2 separate regions of the Sus scrofa genome follow, and region 1 is linked to region 2. The links are chromatin contacts, called in public Hi-C maps. All regions are on one chromosome and are shown on one strand. The core of a region is the stretch at or near the end of the contact, and the rest is flanking DNA. Distances in the headings are between cores, read along the strand shown.

Region 1 (5,103 bases), core at 2,356-4,855, 150 kb before region 2:
AATAATCAAAGAGGTAATAACAAGCGTTGGTGAAAAGATGGAGAAATCGGAAGCCTCCAGACACTGCTGGTGGGACTATAAAATGGGGCAGCTGCTTTGGGAAATGGTGTGGCAGTTCCTCCAAAAGTTAAACATAGGAGGTCCTGTTGTGGCTCAGTGGTTAGCGAACCCAACTAGTATCCCTGAGGACGTGGGTTCAATCCCTGGCCTCTATCAGTAGGTGAAGGATCCGGTTGCTGTGAGCTGCGGTGTACGTGGCAGACTGAGTTGCTGTGGCTCTGGTGTAGCCTGGGAGCTACTGCTCTGATTTGACCCCTAGCCTGGGAACCTCCATGTGCTGCAGGTTTGGCCCTAAAAAAAAAAAAAAAAAAAAAAAAAAGGGTTAAACATAGAAGAGTTCCCGTTGTGGTACAGCAGAAATGAATCTGACTCGTATCCATGGGATGCAGGTTCGATCTTGCTCAGTGGGTCAGGGTTCCAGTGTTAGCTGTGAGTTGTTGTATAGTCACAGACTTAGCTCGGATCCTGAGTTGCTGTGGCTGTGGCGTAGGCTGGCAGCTGCAGCTCTGATTCGACCCCTAGCTTGGGAACTTTCATATACTGTGGGTACAGCCCTAAAAAAAAAAAAAAAAAAAAAGTTGAACATAGAGATACCATGTAACCCAATAATTCCATGCCTGGGTATGTGAGGAAGGAAGATGTAGTGTCACACAAAAAAATGCTAGCAAGTGTTCACAGCAGCATTCTTCATAGCAGCTAGAAAGCGGAAGCAATCAAATGACGAATGGGCAAAGATAATGTGGTACGTCCATGTAGTGGAATATTACTCAGCAATAAGAAGAACTAAACTACTGAGCCCTGCTACACCATGGATGAATCTTAAAAACATTTCGCTAAGTGACATAAGTCAGACACCAAAGACCACACGCATTGTATAATTCCATTTATATGAAATGCCCAGAATAGGCAGATCCATAAAGCCAGAAAGTAGGTTAGTGGTTGCCAGGGGCTGGGTGGGATGGGGGAGGGAGTGATGAGGAGTGACTGTTGGTGGTTCTGAGGTTTCCTTTGGGGATGATGAAAATGGCCTAAAATTATATTATGGTGATGGTTGCACAACCCTGTGAATATGCTAAAACCCACTGAACTCTACACGTTAAAAAGCGAATTTTATGGTATGACGATTACATCTCAATAAAGCTGTTCCGGTGTCTGTCTGTCATCATATCACGAGAAGACATCCATTGAGTTGGGAAGGTCTGTTTAAAGGGCAGGCTTCACAGAATTCACTTGGGCGTGATTTCCAGGAGGCTCTTGAGAAGACAGATTCCCAAGAGACACATGTGATGGCTTATCCGGATAAATATCAATGACTCAATTAAAATTTTCATTCAAAAGCTATACTGAGAACCTATGATATGCTAGGAAGTGTTCTAGAAGCTTGACTACATCAACAGACAACATTGAAGGGTTGATTTTAGTTGAGCTGCTTTTCACATGGGCAGTTCTAAACTGCTCTTTCCAGGGGCACAGGGGCAGTCGCCGCAGGTATTGATTGACGGATATTTGCAAGGATTTGTGACTTTTTCTCCTGCTATTCTGGAGAGATCTGGCCAATGTAAAGAAAAAAAGGAGATGTAAAGATATGGTATTTGTAAAAGTGTTTTTGCCATTCTTAAGAGAGTCAATAGCAGGTAAGAATGGTTTGGTCTAGAGTTCCCATCGTGGCTCAGTGGAAACACATCTGACTAGTGTCCATGAGGACCCAGGTTCAATCCCTGACCTCACTCAGTGGGTTAAAGATCCGGCGTTGCTGTGAGCTGTGGTGTAGATCACAGACACGGCCTCAGATCTGGCATTGCTGTGGCTGTGGTGTAGGCCAGTGGCTACAGCTCTGATTGGACTCCCTAGCCTGGGAACCTCCATATGCTGCAAGTGTGGTCCTAAAAAGACAAAAAAAAAAAAAAAAAAAAAAAAAAAAAGAATGGCTTTGCAAATAATGGAAATCCCAAGGAATGCTAGCTTAAACAAAGAGGAGATTGTTTTTCTTAAAAAATGCAGAGGTGGGCAATTGTTCAGTGGCTTGATGGGATCACCCAAGACCTCGGATTAGTCTTCCTTCTGCGTGTACATCCTCAGTGTGGTGGCCTTTTGTCTTTGTGTTCATTGCCTGTGGTCACCCGATGGTCCCCAGAACTGGCCTAACATCCTCTTATCAAGTGCCCATGGAGGAGAGGGGCAAGTTCCAAAAAGGTGTCTCCTCTGGAGGCTCGGTGTGTTCTGGAAAGCTCTCCTGGAGTATCACTGACTAGCCCATGAACATGAGTTGTAGCAGGGCATGATGTATAGAGAATGGAGTGGCCAGGGAGTGCTGATTAAGGCTGGGTGCTATTGGGCAGGCTCTGGACTTCAGTCTAGTCTGGGTTGGCTCCATGAATTTCCTGCTGGGGCCCATGAAGTCAAGGGGATACACCCAGGGCACAAGCACATGCCAAATCCCAGCCTGAATCATCTGGTGAGACATCCCATTGTCGAAGCAAGTCACATGGCCAAGCCCAAAGTCAGAGGGCTGGGAGACCCACTCAGTCCACTATGAGTCATGGTAGGGGTTGAAGTATAGTTCTACTTTTGGGGAGGGAAGGCCACACCTCCCTTTCCCTAGACCGGTCAATAGGGCTTGGATTGCCACCGATGGTTTAGACCAATCCTGGTTCATGAGATTGTAAGGTGTAGTGGTTAAGAGCCTGGTCTTTGGAGAAGGACTTTGGGGGTCAATCTCAGCTTCTCCACCTACCAGCTTTTTGACCTTGGGGCTATCAATTTCATGTCTCAGATTTCTCGTCAGTGAGATGAGGGTAATAACAGCCCCTGTTATGAAGACTTTAAGTCCTTTTAAAATGCTTAGCATGCAGCAGGGCTGCATAAGTGTTGCTCTAACCCTCTGGGGCCAGGACAGGGAGGGTCTTGATGCTCCTGCTTTCCCCCAGACTGTAGCTCTTTCTCATTCCTACCAAACAGCTCGCCAGCTAATGCACCACAATTGCTTTTTCATTAGTAGCCACGGAAGTCGAGTCCAGGAGCTCTCAGCCACTGACATTTGCTGTTAACGGTGGCCTCGTACATGGAAACATGAACCTGCACAATTTGCTCCAGCTTTGTGAGGCTGTAAGCAGCCGCTTGGATCAGGACTGTCCTGCAGGATCTGCTCTCCGGCCAAGCAGGAGAGAAAAAGACCGTATCACCAGATGGTCCACGTGCCGGGGCTCCAGACCTCTCAGGGGTTCCAAGTGTGTTCATTCCAGAGAATTCTCAATCAAAGCACAACCCCAGGCAGACACATTTTCACACTAGCATGCCCAGAGCATGTGTGGAAAAAAAAAAAGGGAGGGATCCATGTAGATCTAAGTCAGACTAATTAGCTGTCAGCTGCATTGCATCTGGAGATCAAATATAAACTGTTGGCATCAAAAACCGTTCCGGTCCCTGTCATTTCCGTTCTCCTGGTACCACGCCATCCTTTGTAGCATGGCCCTAATATGTTTCTCCACGCTGACAGCAATCCAGCAGCCCGCCAAGCATGGAATCCCAAGTCATCTGCTGTTGGCAAGTGGAGCGTCCCTTCATTTTGTGCCAGGTGGAGTCAGATAAAACTAACAGGATGAATACAGGAGAGGGGGCAACTGCATTGTCAATAGGCTGGAATGCAAACATTTACACAGTTGCCCCAGAACACGGTTCTTCACCGTTGCTACTGTTCTATGTGAGCAAAGATCACAAAGTCCAGGGTCTGAAACAGACTTGTTTGGGTCAATCTCCTGCTGAATTTCATCAGTTACACCAGGTTCATCAATAGCGAGTTGGAAGGCTGGGGTGTGGATTTTTGCCTTTCAGGACAGATGTGTGCATCTGGCAATGGGAGAGGGGCCAGAGAACAGAGCCAGCGGTGGTTTTACTCTATTTAGATATTTAAAGTGTTTTTCCCCTGGTGGAAAATAATCTGTTTCTCGTTTAAGTTGATTTAAAATTGCTGCCATGTTATCGTAAACATGACACCTCACTTCTTTAAAGAAGCTTGGAATATGGTTGTGGAATCCCAAGTATAGAAGTGACAAATAAACTTTATGAATTTGCTTCTTCTCATGGCAAAATATGTGTAATTTTTAGTACTCTTTCAAGTCAGAATAGTTGGCATAGAGTTGGACTAAGAATTAAATAGTCCACTAGGTGGCAGTATACCTTTAGGTTTTTTTTTGTTTGTTTGTTTTTTTGTTTTTTTGTTTTTTTTTAAATTGTGTAACCCAGTGGTTGGCCAAGCCTGGTTCCCTGAGCAGCAGCATTGGCATTGCCTGGGATTTGTTAGAAATGTGTATCCCCTGGTTCCACCCCAGACCTACTGATTCAAAAAGTCTGGGAGTGAGTCACAGTAAACTGTGTTTTAACAAGCCCTCTGGGTGAGTCTGCTGTACTCTCAAGCTTGGGAGCCACTGATCTAACCAAGTTTGAGGTATTTTCTGAATCTGAAAATGCCACCATTGCAGGCCACAAGGTGTGGTGAGCTTTAGGCACAAGTGTTGTGACTGAGAGACACCAAAAGGCATCCATGTTTCAAGAATCTTTTATACCGGAATTTCCCCAGTGTCTAAAATGACTCCCATTGCCCATGACTTAGGGTTAAATTGTGAAAAGCCCCAGCAGAAAGCAAGAGCGTGAGCCTCTAGATCCACTATATTAACCATTATAAACCCCCTAACACTGGAGAACTATTTAGATTCTGGGCCAAATCTGCCCCATCACTTGCTTTTGCAAACAAATTTCTATTGAGGCATAGCCACACTCACTGTCATCTTGTCTACGGCTGCTTTCATGCTGCACAGGCAGAGTTGAGGTGTTGTGACAGAGCCGGTAGGGCCCACAAAGCCTGAAATATTAACTGTCTGATCCTTCACAGGAAGAGGTTTAGGTTGAGATAAAAGAGTTTTCTAGCAAGGCCTTGAGAGATTGGGTCGCCAGCCCCAGGACAGTGGAGGGCTCCAAGGTAGGAGACCTGGGGTAGCAATTTGGGCAAGATTGTCGAGGGTGGGGAGGAGTGGGGAGGGGCAGGAT
Region 2 (4,827 bases), core at 1,187-3,686:
GCCCCTAAACCTACTGAATAAATGAATAATAGGAATGAGATGAGTAATAGATCTGCTGGTGGCCTGGGAATTGGAAGCAAACAGAATCCTGTGGGGACCTTGGGAAGGCCAGCCCAGGTCTGAAGGGCAGGATGGATGGCAGATAAAGAGGGGACCCAGATAGCTCTGCTCTAGGAGAGGGGGGAGTCCTGGTCTGAGTGGGACAAGGCAGGGAAGGAAGGGCCCACCCTTGCAAGGCTGGGTGGAGACATGACAGCACACACTCCCCGCTCCCCCCATGTGCCCAACCCTGGGCTGCCACTGCTACACAGGACAGTGTCTCCTGGGGGTTGGATGGGTAGCGGGGTATCAGAGAGGGGCGGCAGGGGGCACTGGGCTATGCCTGGGGGAGCCAATGTCTTGTAGAAAATGGGTTCTAATCCTGGTCCCTCCACTTTCTAGCTAGGTGATGTAACCTTTCTGAGCCTCAGGTTCCACCATCCGTAAAATGGGGTTCATGGCAGAACCTCTCTCATAGGCTTGTTTGGGATGAAATGAGATGATGTGTTTAAAGTGCTAGTGCAGTGATGCTTCTCAAAGGCTGAATAAAGAGCAGCACCTCTGCCCCACCCTTAACCATGTTAGTATTACGGATTCAGTGTCTCAGAAATGCATGGCCACACAGGAGGCTAGGCTGGAATGAGTGGGTTTCTTTTCTTTTTTCTTTTTTAAAGAAAACTGTATTCACTTTAATTATTTGAATTATGATTATTATTTTATTTTAAAAATTTTAAATGATTTTTATTTTTTCCATTATAGTTGGTTTACTGCATTCTGTCAATTTTATACTGTACAGCAAAGTGACCCAGTCACACATACACATATACATTCTCTTTCTCACATTATCCTCCATCGTGCTCCCTCACAAGTGACTAGATAAAGTTCCCAGGGCTACACAGCAGGATCTCTTTTTGCTTATCCACTCCGAATGCAATGGTTTGTAGGATGAGTGGGTTTCATGCCGGGAGTGGGCTGGATGGGAACTTTTGAAAGTGTCCGCTAAGGAGCCAGCACCCAGGAAACACTGTCTTTCCCAGGAAGCCACACTGCTGTGGGTTTGGGTCTGGGCCCCGCTGGCCTCACCCTGGATGAGGTTTGGAGGTGTGAGTGGGAGCAGGACTTCAGGAAGCAGCGGGAGTGGTGTTGGGTGAGGACCAGCCTTGCTCAGCCTGGCACGTCGAAAATCCTGCTCCAGCCCGGGGCCAGGGGGCGCTACAGCCCCTTGCCTAAAGCATCTGCTGAGGTCCAACCCTTGCTAGGATGCGGCTGCTCTGAGGGACATCCAAGCTGGACAAGGGTTTCTATAAACACCCCTCTGGTACCACAGAGCAGAGCTGTGGCTGCTGCAGCAGAGGTGGGATGGCAGTGGGAACCAGCATCCTGCAGAGAAGGTCCTGGACTGCTCTTTGGTGTCAGTTGTGAAAAACAGGACGTAGGGAAAAAAAAAGCCCCACATCAATTTGCAGGTGAACAAAGGGTCCTGGACAGGGCAAAGTCTTTGCTGAGGGTGGCCTGAGAAGAAAAGAATTCCTTCCCAAACTGGGACCTGGTCTCCTTCAGGGAGCCTGTAGGACAGGCTGGTCACCTTCCTGAGCTTTGTGAAATGAGCTTTTAGGAACACATCAGCCTCAGTTTCCTCATCTGCAAAATGGAATTTCGTGAGACAGTACACATACGGCATGTAGCACAGAGCCCAGCTCTCAGCACCAGAGGGAGCCCTGATCTTTTTTCTTATAATGTCCTGGAGGCAGAGGGGGCAAGGATTGGCCCCCATCCCATTCCCCCCATTTTACAAAAGGAAACGAGGCCCAGAGAGAAGCTGCTTGGCAAAGATCAGGCAGCAAGGCACTGGTGCAGCTGAGGCAGGTCTTGGGACCATTTCCCTGCACCTCCCCCGATCCCTCCTCCATCCTCACCCTCATGCCAGGGGTGGGGGCTGGTGTCAGCAGAGCAATACCTGCTCTGGCCCCACAGCAGGGGCCCTGGGGCAGCTGGGACCCCGGCTCACACTCTCCCCATGCTGTAACTTCCACCGGCTCCTGGCCCCAGCTGGACCTGTGGTCTGGACCAGCCAGGCTGCCGCGGCTGGTGGTTGAGACCCCAAAGCCACAGTCAGCTGGGCTTATTGATTGAGGGCCATGCCGTGGGCCCCCTGCGTGGGCAGGGCTCCGAGATGAGTCTGGAGGGGCGGGGCCAGCCCTCCGGGAAAGCTGTTAGTGTCCACTCAGCCCTGTGGTCGGGTGGGCAGGGGGCTGGGCCTTTGGAAAGACAAGAGGAAGCAGTGGGCCAGGTGCCCTGGGCTGGTGGTTAGCAGCGACAATGGCCAGCACTCATCGGATTCACACGCTGCTCTCGCATTTTACTGGGGTTCGCTTATTGCATCCTTATGGCTCTTGGACTAGGTCATATCTCTCCCCCTTCTTTACAGGGGAGGATCTGAGGCATGGATCATGGTCCCTGCCCAAGGACACACAGAGAAAAGAGCAGAGCTAGCATTTTTTTAAAATTACTTAATGAATTTTGTCACATTTATAGGTGTACAACAATCATCACAACCAAATTTCCCAGCATTCCCATCCCAAACCCTCAGCACATCCCCCTACCCCCCAACCTGTCTCATTTGGAAACCGTAAGTTTTTCTAGCATTTGTTTTTTGTTTTGTTTTGTTTTGCCTTTTTTAGGGCCGCATTTGTGGCATATGGGAGTTCCCAGGCTAGGGCTGACCTACGCCACAGCCACAGTAATGCCAGAGCTGAGACTCACTCTCAAACTATGCCGCAGCTGGCAGCAATGCTGGATCCTTTACCCACTGAGCGAGGCCAGGGATCAAAGCTGCATCCTCATGGATACTAGTCAGGTTCCTAACATGCTGAGTCACAATGGGAACTCCCAGAGCCAGCATCTGAACCCAGGCTGCCAGGCTTCAGAGCCCGGGCGATTGGAGTTATTCATTAAGGGGAAACGAGGGGCCACCAGAGGCCTATCTTTGGTGGGCAGGGGCAGCTCCTTGACCAGAGAGAATCAGAAGCTGCCAGAGCAGTTCCCATCATGGCTCTGTGGAAACGAATCTGACTAGTATCCATGGGGACACAGGTTCAATCCCTGGCCTCGCTCATTGGGTTAAGGATCCATTGTTGCCGTGAGTTGTGGTGTAGGTCGCAGATGAGGCTCAGATCTGGCGTGGCTGTGGCTGTGGCGCAGGCTGGCGGCTACAGCTTCAATTTGACCCTTAGCCTAGGAAACTCCATATGCCTCAGGTGCAGCCCTAAAAAGACACACACACACACACACACACACACACACACACACACACACACACACACAAAGGAAGCTACCTGAGACCAAGTGGTGGCCCGAGGTGAGTCCCCAGGGCCCTGACACTGGGCAGCTGATGTGATGGTTGAATAGCTGGGCTTTGGGGCCAGAGGGCATGGGGCTAGCCCGTGGTTCCGCCTCTCTGCTGAGTGAGCTGGGGTATGCTCCCCACACACTGTCTGCTTAGAAACTAAACCAGAAGACAACAAACAGCTTACACATATGGAGCACGTGCTATGTGCCAGCACTGCTGGAGTCGGGTGCAGCAGTGAACCCCACAATCTAAAATCCCTCGTTGTTTGTATATTTTGGAGATTAGGCACTTGTCTGTTGCATCGCTGGCAAAGATTTTCTCCCATTTCATGGCCGTCTTTTTTTTTTTTTTTTTCATGGCTTCCTTTGCTGTGCAAAAGCTTTTGAGTTCGATTAGGTCCCATGGGTTTATTTGTGTCTTTATTATCATTATTCTAGGAGGTGGGTCAAACAAGACATCGCTGTGATTTATGTCAAAGAGTCTTCTGCCTGTTCTTTCTCTAGGAGCTATATAGTGTCTGGCCTTATGTTTAGGTCTTTAATCCATTTTGAGTTTATTTTTGTATATGGTGTTAGATAGTGTTCTGCTTTCATTCTTTTACATGTAGCTTTCCAGTTTTTCCAACAATTCATGCAACTCAACAACAAAAAAACAAACAATCCAATTGAAAAATGGGCAGAAGACCTAAATAGACATTTCTCCAAAGAAGACATATGGATGGCCAACGGGCATATGAAAAAATGCTCAATATCACTAATAATTAGAGAAATGCAAATCAAAACTACCTCACACCTGGTAGAATGGACATCATCCACAAGTCACAAACAACAAATGCTGGAGAAGGTGTGGAGAAAAAGGTACCCTGTTGGTGGGAATGTAAATGGGTACGACCACTATCAAAAACAGTACGTCTTTCAGCCATTTTGAGTTTATTTTTGTGCATGGTGTGAGGGTGTGTTCTAGTTTCATTGCTTTGCATGTTGCTGTCCAGGTTTCCCAGCAATGCTTGCTGAATAGACTTTCTTTTTCCCATTTTATGTTCTTGCCTCCCTTGTCAAAGATTAATTGACCATAGGTGTCAGGGTTTATTTCCGGGTTCTCTATTCTGTTCCATTGATCTGTCTGTCTGTTTTGGTACCAGTACCACACTGTTTTGATGACTGTGGCTTTGTAGTATTTCTTGAAGTCTGGGAGAGTTATGCCTCCTGCTTGGTTTTTGTTTCTCAGGATTGCTTTGGCGATTCTGGGTCTTTTGTTGTTCCATATAAATGTTTGGATTGTTTGTTCTAGTTCTGTGAAAAATGTCATGGGTAATTTGATAGGGATTGCATTGAATCTGTAGATTGCTTTGGGTAGTATGGCCATTTTTACAATATTGATTTTCCCAATCCAGGAACATGGAATATCTTTCCATTTCTTTACATCTTCTTTGATTTCTT

The links. Hi-C and Micro-C count contacts between places; a contact is called where the count stands out from the background.
Region 1: a Hi-C map of embryonic fibroblasts shows a contact between it and region 2, with 3 times the contacts expected there. The contact joins two enhancer-like sites. A contact is called at or near these places in 4 of 47 Hi-C or Micro-C datasets (embryonic fibroblasts and liver).

The regions. Positions count from the first base shown.
Region 1 is chr6:82,825,328-82,830,430 of Sscrofa11.1, reverse strand. No RefSeq gene overlaps it. Among named protein-coding and RNA genes, the nearest start is that of SYF2, 16 kb to the left of the region's middle. Within about 2 kb of position 3,605, at least 8 of the 83 cell types and tissues checked have an H3K27ac peak or open chromatin away from gene starts, as enhancers often do. A contact at or near this core is called in embryonic fibroblasts, where this site is marked.
Region 2 is chr6:82,673,505-82,678,331 of Sscrofa11.1, reverse strand. No RefSeq gene overlaps it. Among named protein-coding and RNA genes, the nearest start is that of RUNX3, 81 kb to the right of the region's middle. Within about 2 kb of position 2,436, at least 3 of the 83 cell types and tissues checked have an H3K27ac peak or open chromatin away from gene starts, as enhancers often do. A contact at or near this core is called in embryonic fibroblasts, where this site is marked.